2 separate regions of the Mus musculus genome follow, and region 1 is linked to region 2. A link is a contact called in public HiChIP or PLAC-seq data. All regions are on one chromosome and are shown on one strand. Each heading gives the region's core, a stretch centred on a gene start, on an enhancer-like site or on the middle of the called end of the contact. The rest is flanking DNA. Distances are from core to core; before and after follow the strand shown. Region 1 holds the start of Gm40652 (a long non-coding RNA gene). Region 2 has its middle 110 kb from the start of Gm36595.

Evidence for each region. HiChIP or PLAC-seq counts read pairs in DNA pulled down with a chosen protein or histone mark.
Region 1: an H3K27ac HiChIP or PLAC-seq map of heart atrium shows a contact between it and region 2, with 5 read pairs. The contact joins two enhancer-like sites. A contact is called at or near these places in 2 of 115 datasets of contacts at active chromatin or transcription factors (heart atrium and neural progenitor cells).

The regions. Positions count from the first base shown.
Region 1 is chr10:57,111,564-57,118,016 of GRCm38.p6, reverse strand. It overlaps Gm40652 (a long non-coding RNA gene), which reads right to left and starts at 795. Exons shown (of 4, transcript XR_871657.2): 1 at 607-795. Within about 2 kb of position 4,441, at least 5 of the 459 cell types and tissues checked have an H3K27ac peak or open chromatin away from gene starts, as enhancers often do. A contact at or near this core is called in heart atrium, where this site is marked.
Region 2 is chr10:56,534,637-56,540,711 of GRCm38.p6, reverse strand. No RefSeq gene overlaps it. Among named protein-coding and RNA genes, the nearest start is that of Gm36595, 110 kb to the right of the region's middle. Within about 2 kb of position 3,466, at least 22 of the 459 cell types and tissues checked have an H3K27ac peak or open chromatin away from gene starts, as enhancers often do. A contact at or near this core is called in heart atrium, where this site is marked.

The sequences.
Region 1 (6,453 bases), core at 3,192-5,691, 580 kb before region 2:
AACCAAACAAAATAACAGATTCATAGAGCATAAACACTAAACATTTGATGGGTATATAGACAGATGAATAAAAGATAGAAAATATTTACTTATGTCTGTATTTGAGGGATAAGATATGTTTTATCTATTGTAATTATTTACCATACTTGTATGTTTAAATTTTATTTTTGTGTTCATATATGTATGTGTATGTGTGTGGCCTACATATGCCATAGTATATGTGCGAGTCAGAGGGCAGTTTTCAGAAGATGAGTCTCCTCTTCTATTTTTGGGTCCTAAGTATCAAACTCAGGTCAAAAGGATTGAGGGTAAACACTTGTAAGTCACCGAACTATTTCACCTGATCCATTTGTGCTATTTAAAATTTAATCTTTTTCTATTCCAATTTTGCTACTTAAAATGCTTTAACAAAATTTTATGCAATAGTTACTTATGTGCTATTTAAATGTGTGGTTGGTGTTGTTAGTCCTTAATAAAAATTTTAGTTCAAGACCTCAACATGATTTTGATGGCCTTTGTTATTATATTAGTCATGGTTCTCTAGAGTAATAAAGCTTGTAAAAAAAAATATATATATATATATGGAGATTTATTAGAATTACTTACAGACTGTGGTCCAGCTAATCCAAAAATGACTGCCTATGAACATGAAGTCCAAACATCCAGTAGTTGTACAGTCCGTGACACCAGTCATCTCAGCTGCTCATCAAAATACCCTGGAATCCTGAAGAAGCAAGCTCTAATTCTAGTGAAGTAACAGACTTGCCAGTGAAGTGAGAGCAAGCAGGCAAGAGCAACTGCTTCCTTCTTTCATGTCTGTATATAGGCTTCCGACAGCAGCTGTGATTCAGATTAGTGATGGCTCTTCCCTTCCAAAAGATCCAGACTAAAGATATTTCTTCCCATTTCAAATGATTTAAGTAAGCAAAAAATTCCCTCACAGGTATGCTCAGCCATTTGGGGGTTTTAGTTAATTTCCAATGTAGTCTAGTTGACAACCAAAATAGCTAAGACAGTTACATATTAAGAAATGTTACATAACTTATTTTTCTTTTCTTTTTCTTTTTTTAAATTGGTTATTTATTTCATTTACATTTCCAATGCTATCCCAAAAGTCCCCCACATGCTCCCCCACTCACTCCCCCACCCACCCATTCCCACGTTTTGGTCCTGTAGTTCCCCTGTACTGAGGCATATAAAGTTTGCACGACTAATGGGCCTCTCTTTCCACTGATGGCCGACTAGGCCACCTTCTGATTCACATGCAGCTAGGGACACGAGCTCCAGGGGGGTACTGGTTAGTTCATATCGTTGTTCTACCTATAGGATTGCAGATCCCTTTAGCTCCTTGGGTACTTTCTCTAGCTCCTCCATTGGGAGCCCTGTGGTCCATCCAATAGCTGACTGTGAGCATCCACTTCTGTGTTTGCTAGGCTCTGGCATAGTCTCACAAGAGACAGCTCTTTTTGGGTCCTTTCAGCAAAGTCTTGCTAGTGTATGCAATGGTGTCAGCGTTTGGAAGCTGATTATGGGATGGATCCTATTTATTTATTCTTTTATTTCTGTGTTATGTGCACATGAGGACAGGTACCCACAGAGGCCAGAGGATACCTTGCAGCTCGAGTTACAGGTGGTTGTAAGCCACTGAGCATAGGTTCTGTAAAACAAACTGAGATACTTAGCAAGTGCTCTTCGCTGCTGAGGGTCCTCTCGCTCACTTAAGTACCTTTGAAAAGTGAGCAGAAGTGGGCTAAGCACCATATTGCACGGCGAACAGCATGCAAATGTCGGAGGTCCAACACTTCCAATGTCAAAATAATTTATTTTCCTACTAAGCATTGTTAACGCCTATGTTTTTGTTGGGAGTATTTCTAGTTGGAACATATATAGAAGAAGAGACATACAGGTTTGTTAGTCATTTTCTGACAGGAAGTATTTCTTTAGAACAGGTAGGATCACTTTTGTTAGTTGAAAATCTTTCTTGCCTTAGAACAATGGGGTCTCAGTCTTCCAGAGCTGCAACCCTTTAATACAGCCTCCTCATGCAGTGGTGACCCCCAACCATAAAATCATTTGCATTGCTACTTCATAACTGTAATTCTGCTACTGTTTTGAATTGTAAATATCTGATATGCAGTATATCTAGTATGTGACCCCTGTGAAAGGGTCATTTTACCTCCAATGGGATTGTGACCTACTGTCGAGAAGCAATGCCTTGGATCCTTTCATGTGGCTCCTTCTGGGACAACCACAGAGTTTTATTAATAAATACTTATCTCATGCAATCAAAACTCTTTGGGTAAAAACAGGTGAGATCTTATACATTTTTCATCTTGACAGAGAAAAGAAAAAATCAACATGTTTAAATTTTTAGGGTTTTTAAATTAAGTACTCTTAGAAAATACATGTGACATCACTTTTCCTGTCTCACCTTCCTCGTCTGTAAAGAATAGACAAGTAGGGACTTTGGTCCCCAAGGTATTGCCAAGAGAAGTATTATTATTTTTTTTTGTATTTGATGGTGCTTGTATATTTTTTCTAGCTATCAGAGGCTTATGTTCATCTTTGTTTTAGAGACTCTACTTTTAAACAAGTTTTCTGGCATTAATTAATGGCAGAAATTCATTGATTTCTGGCATTAATTAAGTAATAATTTAATAGTTCATGGAGATAAGATGATGTTAAATGTGTTAAATATTGTTAGCATGTTGAGAGGTGAGTGATAAAATACTATATGTAATTTATCTGGTCTGTGTTTGGCTTAATACTGGCATGTCATGGTTAGGTGTTCACGCTTTATCGCTTCCTGAAGTGGATGGAAATTATATTCTCTTACTTGTATCTCCAAAACATACCACCTTACAGCAAAAGACAGAATGCTGACATCTCGATGACAGGAGGAATGGTCTGTGTGAGCGATAACAGGCACAGCCCTGTTCCCAGACCCTGAATTTTATCTTCCGGGGTGTCACCTCACCTACGTTCTATAGCTTTGCTGGGCAAATTCTAAAATGACTGTTCTGTCAGCCTTTTCATGTGACGAGGACATCCAGATTGCCACAGTTGCCAAATACAGAAAATGTCATTTGCAATAGTTTCAAAGTCATTTCTGCTCTGACTCAGCTGTGACCAATGACATGCACAGAGACATGTGAGAACCTTGACGCTTGTCCTGAGAAGATACACACTTTCTAAAGAAAGAAAACTATTTTGAAACTTCTGAAGGTGACAGCTTTTCCTGTTCACACTCAGCAAACACATTAGTTGGATTCTTTTGATTATCAATTAGTAACTTGTTTTCTGGTACTGCAGGCATTGATGCTGTTTTTAGCATTAAAATGTCTGTGGGCAAAGTGGAATTTAGTATGCTTTAGGCATTATGATTACTACTCTGTGGGCAATATCCTTGCAACTATTATAATTAATAAATTTTTAACCATGAAGAGGTTCAGGCCTCATGAAGAGGTTCACTTAAAATTAATAAAATAAAGGGTTGGATCATACTACTTTCTAAGACATTTCCTATTTCACATTTCACATCATTGAATTCTTGGACTGAAGAGCTCATAAGGCATGTGAGGCCATAGTCATGAGCTTTAAGACACTTTCATCTAAGTGGTAGCATTCTAAGATCCTAGTTTTGATTTTTTTGTTTCACTAAGAGGCTATGTTGATTTCTGATATAGAAGAAAGCAAGAATACTGTGGGAAAGGTTAAAAAATCACCATAATACTGATATAAACCAGTGAACTAGACTTAATATGAGATTGTTCTAAGTCGAGTTAAAAAAATGTAATTTTGAAATGTAAGACAAATTATTTTATACCATAGAAATGCAACAAGCTTAGATGTCTTTACTCTGATTCTGAAACAGGAAAGTGTAGTTATAGAATTATATTAGCTAATATGACTTCCTCTTCATGTTTATTTTAGCAGAATATACTGTGTAAGGGCTCTGTAGTTATTATTAGCTCTAGTAGCAAGACTTCAGGAGTTCATATTGCTGCTCTGAAACCTTGCCTTCACCAGGTACCAGTCAGCAGGTTACTCTCCTCGTGACTCAGTTTCCTTACCATTAGAATGGGAATCATACAAGTACCTATTGTGTTGTGATTGAATCATTTAATCACTTTAAATGTTTAAGATGGTGATCAATAAATACTGTCTCTTGTAATAATGAATCCTGAAATTAAAAATGGAAGAAAATAAATTGGGGGTACAGATGCTTGACTTGAGAGATATTTTCAATCTAGAGTCCAAGAATATATCTTGAGGTGTCTGTGTTAAGTAGAGTTCATGGGAATTGTCAGAGACACTGAAGCATTTCACACAGCTGCAGGAGAAGAGCCAAGACTTCCAGCTAGCTCTAAAGATAGACCATCAGCCTGCATAGAATTTGTCTCATGCACATTTACAAGTCAGGCATAATGTGACACATTCATCAAGCCTTTTTAGAGGGTAAATAGAGGGTATGCTGACAGCAGTATTAATTGTTTGGTCATGAGGCTGTAGCCCATATCAAATCTTTGGTGTCTGAAACCGGATCACCCTGATTCCGGTCACCAGGAAACTGGTTCCAATCTTTTCTTGTCCTCCACAGTGGGGGAATTGAGGCTATGTTAAGTTCAAGTAGTACATGGCCAGCACATTTTCATTTGAGTAGGGTGAGAGAGATATTTCCAGTGTCCCAGTATGGAATGAAATGCATAAGATAGTAGCTCATGGCCATGCAATTGCCCAAAACACAAGAAGGGAAGGCAAAAGCTGAATGTAATTTTCTGGGCAGGGGATCACAGTCATTCTGAACTCCTTAAAGAATGGAAGACTAAGACACGTAAAGACAACTAATAAAAATGGACCACTTTCAGGGGGACTTGAACTCAGGAACTTAAAAGGAAAAGTCTTTGGCAATTTTTTTACAGTGCTGTCAGAGAGAGCAGTGGTCAAACACTCTTCGGCTTCTTGATTTTCTCCTTGTATCAAATATATTTGTCCTGACAGCTCCACGACTTCAACTCATTGTATTCCTCTTGGTTAGGTCAAAGTAATTGAACATAGCTGGAAAAGAAATACACTACCTGACTAATGGGTTTCAATTTAAACTCACAATAGTTTTACAAATGGACATGCTGTGCTGTCTTACCATCCTGAGATGGTGTCCCAAAGGGTTCACTTGCCTTTGTGCCCACTCTACCCCCATTCTGGTCCTTTTTGCTTGTCTGCTGGCTGTTTTTGTTTTGTTTTTGCCACGGACTGGGCCTAGTCAGGCCCCCCTCAATCTGTGGGAAATCAGGAGTTCCAGCAGGTGGACACGGAGTTGGCGAGAGGGGAGGTGACAAACAGACATGACACAAGGGAGTGTGGATCTAAATGTATTGTCCAAAGGAACACCAGACTTTTTTATACAGAGGAAAAACAAAAAAAAACCCAGGCGAACACATCTGCCAAGTTACATTGACACAAAACAAACAAACAAACAAACAAACAAACAAACAAACAAATAAATAAATAAATAAATAAAATAAAAAGAATGCATACATAAAAAGATGCCCAGGACCAGGCCATGCTTACCACTTAAAATGGAGCCAGGTGAATGCTCTGATGCAATGCTAGTCTCTTGTTAAACCCACCACCAGCGGTTCTTTAGTAAATACCTGATTATGCTATTCCTCTGGGCCTAATGAAGAAACCTGTACCAGGGGAATTCCCTTCCACTAACTTTCCTATTTGCTAGGACATTGTGTATTCCTGTGTTTGGGTGTGACTCAGCTATTGTCCTATGTAATTACTATGTAGACCAGCCCTGAGCTTTCCTAGCTCTGTACTTTGTAATGTCTGATTATTTTCACTGTCTCTACTAGAAGTGAATTTGAATATTACTGAATAGATAATATTCTTACTGAATTCCAAGCTCACTGTAGATTTCAAGGATTTTCTAGGAACCATTGGAACACTGGTGGGGGCTTAGCTATGTCAAAAACCAATCCTTAAAGGCACTTATAATAAAACAATACTGAAAGAGAACATACACCAGCCTAACTCGGGGTCAGGGTTTGAGTATATGGGCTATGGAAATGCCAAGGTTTCAGGAGGCAAAGTTTCCTTGAAACTCTTTGCCTCGTGACTGCTTTCAGGCCCTTAGACCTACCAAGCAGACTGCACTGGAGTGGACATAGCAGGTTTTGTTGTATGTTTTTTTTGTTTTATTTTTTACTAAACAAACAAACATGAAGCCCTGTGCCAGAACACCCTCTTCTTCCCAAGCAAGCTAGACACCATGTCTGTGCACATCTCTCACCTCATTTTTCCATCTCTGCTTTTTCTGCTTGTTCCATCCCAAGCTTAGCTCTCAATTCCTGCCCATCTCTCCTATGTTAGCCTAGTGTTCCTTTCTATTGGGTTTCCCAGCCCTGAATTATAATCTTAAAATTTTGCTTACCCCTCCCAACAACA
Region 2 (6,075 bases), core at 2,217-4,716:
TAGCCCACCATAGGTAAGCTATGGCACATGCTCAACCCTCTAACATGCAAATAAGTAATTTTTTTTTTAATTCAAAATAGTCTCTGACACTACCAAATATCCCTCTCGGAATAAGATTCTCCCTTTCTTTTCTGATTTCCACTTGATATTAGTCATGGATTGGTGCTGAGATCAAGCCCAGTCTACCATGACTTTTGTTAAATGCTATGCATGCACTCTTTCTTTTGGAGTAACCCCAAGAGTTTGCCTACAACCCTTTTGCAATGTCATCTGCAATAAGCACAAAGACCTAACTCGTCACAGGTCTGGTGTGCATGCAGTATAGCAGGGCACTCTGTAAACTTAATACCAGGCAGGCTCAGACTTGGCTTGACTTTTCGTTGGTTAATTGGTTGGTTGGTTTTATGAGACCAAGTTTCGCTTTGTAGTTCAGGCTGAGCTCAAATTCACAATCTGCCTGCCTCTGCCTCCCTCCCAAGTGCTGGAAATACAGGTAGAGCCCACCATGCCTGGCTCTGCTTTCAAGTTTTACAACAGCAACAGCTCAACTCCTTGCCAAAACTAGAAGAAGGAAAAAAAAAAGTGGTGCTTTTTAAAGGAACACTGTGACAGAGGCTCTTAAGGCTTTCCACTCCTGTATCCCAAGGGAAAGCACTGGAAACATGGTTAACCACAGGGCAGCGGTGAGGCACAACAAAGTCAACAACAGCTCCTTTTCTCCCCTTGTAATTCTGCCCCAGCCTATGCGCTGATAGATGGAGAAGAATGTGGGATTATCAGCAAAACTTCAACCAAGTAGCTATTCATTGTCTCATTACCCTATATTAGGTAGGGTACTTACCCTAAGTTCCCTACATTGTCTAATTAATTATGTAAGTCCAAAAGAGTCCTAAGGACCAGTGGCTGGGCCTAGGCTCCACCTCCTTGTGACACTGTGTAACTCACTTATGGGATTTTAGGAATCCATTCCCCATCACTCAGACTGAGTATCTGAAGATCTTACCTACCAAGGGAAAAATGCTTCCAGCGCAGCAGCCAAGGCCTGTGAGCCCAGCTCCGGACACAGAGGCAGGAGGATAACTGCAATGTTGAGGCCAGCCTCAGCTGTATAACAAGACCTTGTATTAAACAAATAAATAAAGTGGGGGCATGATGGCACATTCCTTTGATTCCAGGCAGAAGCAGGGGGAACTCTGTGAAGGCCAAGATAGCCTGGTCTACAAAGGGAGTTCCAAGACAGCCAGGATTATTATAAAGAGAAACCCGGTCTAAAAAAAAAAAAAGCAAGCAAAAAAACAAACAAATAAAGAATAAAAACTTCCAATGAGGAAGATAGTTCTGTTCCACTTAAGTAGAAACAGAAAAGATACTGACTCTACATCATATCCAAGAGACAAAAATGGTTCCAACAAGGCAACTATGCCCTACAGTATGAGATTCTGGATGCTGACTTTCCTCCTTCCCTAACTGGGGATGAAGTTCTTAGCCTCAGTGACCGGCTTGACCATCCTTGAAAGACACTTTGCCATCTAGTTCCTTCCCACTGCCATGGTTCCAGTAATTCCCCTTGCCGTTCAATGGCATCTTCCCTCCTAACCAGTCTCCGCCTCTGCTTGAAAGCTTCAAAAACTAACTGGACTGTCATGTGCACTTCCCCGGGATATCTCTGAGCCACCTAGACCTTAGCGTTCACAAATATATCAGGAACCCTGTGTCTTGGAGTGTCAACGCTTACTTTGCTCTACATGAGACACCTGGCCCATGACTGAGATCTGCACTGATACAATCCCCTAAGGAAGCAGGACAAGGAAGCAATGGGCAGGTGTTGTGGATGAAGCAACACTGCACACTGTGATAATTACTGAGTTTGAGAACAGGGAGTGGGGAGGTGGGGGATGCCTTCGATCTATTATATTAATGGTTGGAATTTTCCATAATGAACCGTTTTAAAGAATCACAGAATAGGAGCCAGAGAATCTGCTGTTCAGCAGGCTCTTGGTTATGATTCCTACCAACCACATAGTTGGAAAATGCTTGCTCCAGACCCTGTGAAGCCTCCTACTTGCTCTGGAGAGCATGAGGTTTGCACGTAGCTTGGATCATACGTTCTTTCCTCATTCTTCCTCGTAAACATCTGCGTGATAATTTCTCATCACAAGTCCCTGCCACATTCTTTGAATCCTTTCCACTCTGATTTCCCCCAGAGGATTTTCTGTTTTTAAGGTTGGCTTATTTGCTTCTAGTTTTGTGTGTGTTGGCATGCACACAGGTGCCTAGAGAGGCCAGAAGAGGGCGTCGGATCCCCTGGAACTGGTGTTACAGGTGGTTGCGAGCCACCTGATGAGTGCATGAAACCTGGGTCCCCTCTAAGTATTTGGGGTGAGCCAACTCCACCTGAGGTATTGCTTTGTTGTTGTTGTTGTTGTTTGTTTGTGACTAAGGATAGAGACTAGCCCATCTTGGTGTTCTGCTTCATGCTAGTGTGGTGCTCTACATCTTCTTTAATAACTGGATAATTTTCTTCCAAGCCTTTGGCCAGTGCCATTGCAAGGAACACAGCTAACAATATACTGTCACATAATTACAGAGTGCCCTCGGACAACAAGATAAAGAGGGAACATACCTTTCAGGTCACCGGGAACATCCCCTCTGGTTTTGTACCGTTCTTAGTTTATAGAACAGACGGACCAAGTGAGTCTCTCCTGGAAACTGTCCCATTAGATTGTTGCAACAAAAGTTTCGTTTGCCCTGAAATCTTTTTCTTAAGCTTACTGACTCCTACAATGTGAGATGCCCACCCTGGGAAAGAAGCAAGAGAGCTTAGCCTGCTGCTTATTTTCCCCCCAAGGTGTTGGTCATGAGAAACAATTTGTATCAGCCAAGTGTCAGCCAGGCCACCTCAGCAAGATCCATAAACACACAGACACTCTGGAGCCAAATATTCCAAACACTGGCACCTCTGCAGGCCGCTTTTCCCATGCAGACGCTTTGCTTTGCTCGTTTTGTGTTTTGTTTTGTTTACTATTATTAAGTAGTAAATGTGCTATGTTTAGCAACAAAGTAACGGGGCTGTGAATAAAAGTCCACTCCAGTAACAATACTCATCTGAATAGTGTCTGAGAAATGCCTTCTTCCTTAATTCTTTCATTTGTGATACCTTGGTGATATTGAAGGAAGGGTTAAACACCAGCCTTGCCTTGCCGCTCACAGTGTGGTCCACAACCCGGGGCACATATATTCACATCACTTCAGGGCTTGTTGGAAATGCAGACAATAGAGACAGAAACCGTGTTTTAAAATAGACTTCCAGGGATGCCAGTTCCTACCAAATTAACTTTGGAATCCTGCTACAACAAATTACTACAAATTTAGTAACTTAAGGCAAAATAAATGTGGTTTGTTACAGTGTGTGAGTCAGAAGCTCCACACAGCTCCTACTGGGCTAAACTGAAGCTGTCTCGGACAATGTTTCCTTTTCTGACACCATCCGGCAGAATTCTTCCCTTACTTCTCCCCTTCCAAGGAGCTAGCCCCTCTTTAGTCCCTGATTCCCTCCCCCCAGGGTTGCAATTCTCACACTATTCTTCCACAGTTCTACATTATTCTTGTTGTTGATACAGGTTCTCATGCCTCTGTCCCTGACTGGCTTCAGACTTGCTCTGAAGCTGAGAATAAACTTGACTTTTTAATCCTTCTGTCTCCACCTCTTAAGCATTGCGATTACAAGTACACATCACTGTGTATACATTATGGGCTGCTGAATGTGACGGAAGCCATGGCTCTGTTGCATGCTAGACAAACACTCTACCCACTGAGCTGGACCCCTCCAGACACGATCTTATTTCATCTGACCCAGAATTCATGCAGGAAAAGTCCTTCACTTAAAAATTTCAATGTGTATCTACTATATATGTGCAAGGAGGCCTAGGTCCAGCTGTGTATATTCTCCAGACTCTGAAAGCTCCAAGAGTCTAAGTTAGTTGACTGTTAGTCTTCCTGTGGAGTTCCTATCCCCTTCAGGACCTAGTAGGAGAGGAAAGTGCCTAGCCTCACAGAGACTTGAAGTGTCAGGGTATGGGGGGACAGCCAGGGGAGGGTCCCTACACAGAGGAAGGGGAATGGAGGAAGGATTGTGGGAGGAGGTGACCAGGAGAGGGGGCAGTGTGCATGATGTAAAGTGATATATATATATATATATATATATATATATATATGATTAAAATGGGGTTTTTTTCCTATGTAATTGATTAGACAGGGCTCACTGATTATCCAGGATAACCCTGTGTCTTCAAAAACCCTTGCCTGGTTTTGAAAGAGATTTTTTTTTTTTTTTTTTTTGCTAAGCCATGTAGCCTACTCACTGGTCCCAGGATTTGGGTGTAGACATCTTTGGGGATCACTATTGTCCCTATCATGCACACAGTGCTATTTGAGAAGCTCCAGTCCCACAACTTTAAAAAAAAAAAAAAAGAAAAGAAAGAAAGAAAGAAATAGTTTTTTTAATCTGTTGTTGACTGCATTCTTCTTGTTATGAGCTGAACTATGTCCCCTGAAAAATCTGTTTGTCAAAATCGGAACCCCCTAGTACCTCAGGATGTGACTTTACTGAGAGAGACTTTAGAGATAAAGAAGGTAAAATGAGACCATCTGGGTGAGCCCTATTCCATGTGACTTGTGTTGTTACAAGAAGGGATGGGGCACAGGCAAAGTAGCATATTATGCCTTTAATTCTAGTGATAAAAAGGAAGAAGCGGGTGGATGTCTGTGACTTTGGGGCCAGTGTGGTCTACATAGTAAGCTGCAGTCCAGCCAGAAATATATAATACCCCGATTCTGAAAGTAAATAAACAGGTAAATAAATAAGCAAATAAATAAGAAGGGATGCACAAAGAGCCAAAGGATCACTTGCATTAATTGTTCATGTGCCAAGGACAAAACCCTAAAAAGAAACAAAGCTTACCAACAGCTGGACCTTGAGCCTGCAATGTCCAGAACGATAAGAAAATAAGCTCCTACTTTTTCAAGGCACCTCGCCTCTGTGCTTTGTTCTCTTCTCCTGGCCTAAGTTATATCCCAGTGCCTTGCAAACTACGTTGCAGCAATCACACTGATATCTCACCATCCCTGTTGCTTCGTTGTCCTAGACTGATGTCCTTCTGACCCCATTTAGTCACTCCAGTCTCTTCCTGTTCTTCACTTGGACATGACCCAGAACAAACTCATCCTACCTGTCTTGCTTCTGTGACTCAGACTATGGGAAGCACCGGTTAGCCCTTCTTAGCACGTCTCACATTCTTACCTCTTCTTCCTCAAGTCCCCGCTGCTTTTCCCAGAACTGCATGCCTACAATTAGTCGTTTCTTCTTTCTCTAGAAGGCTCACCATCTCCTTCACCAACCCATTCTCTAGAAGCCCTAAGCTTCTGGAAACAGTGGTCCATATTTAGCCTCTGAAGCCTCTGTACCAATCCCTTCACATCTCCAAGCTTGATGTGTCTTTCAAAGGTCTCACTAGAGTCTCTGATGTCACTGATACCTGCCAAGTTGAGGAGTCTTTCCCACCACCCCTCCCCTTTTTTCTAGCTACAGGTTTTGATGGTGAGGACCAAAGTCTTTCTCAACACCATGCTGACTACTTCTAACCCTAACCCCTTCTTCTTTGACTCTGCACTGATTTTACTTCAAAACATTTTTATTTGATTGATTCCCTGCCATGCTTCTTAAAAAGACTGACTCCTAACCACTAAAAATTTGCCCTTTCTACTCCCTGACCAAGACAGGCTGTTCTGTGTATCAGTCTTTGACATAAAACTCTAAAACCTTCTCTTCTGTTGGTATCGCTAAACTCTACTGTGGAGCGGTAGGCTGTGCACAGACAGCCTGGTTCCTGGTCGAGCATAGGTCTGGAACCCCGATGACCCAATGGGTGGTGACATCCACCTGCATGGGACAGCAGGTGTTCAACCATGCCTCCTGGGTCCCTGGCTCCTGTCACATAGCTACAGCCTCCCACAGACCCCCGCAGGGAGGTGTGTGGACATCAGTCACATAGGAGCAGCCCAAGCCCTCCCACATGC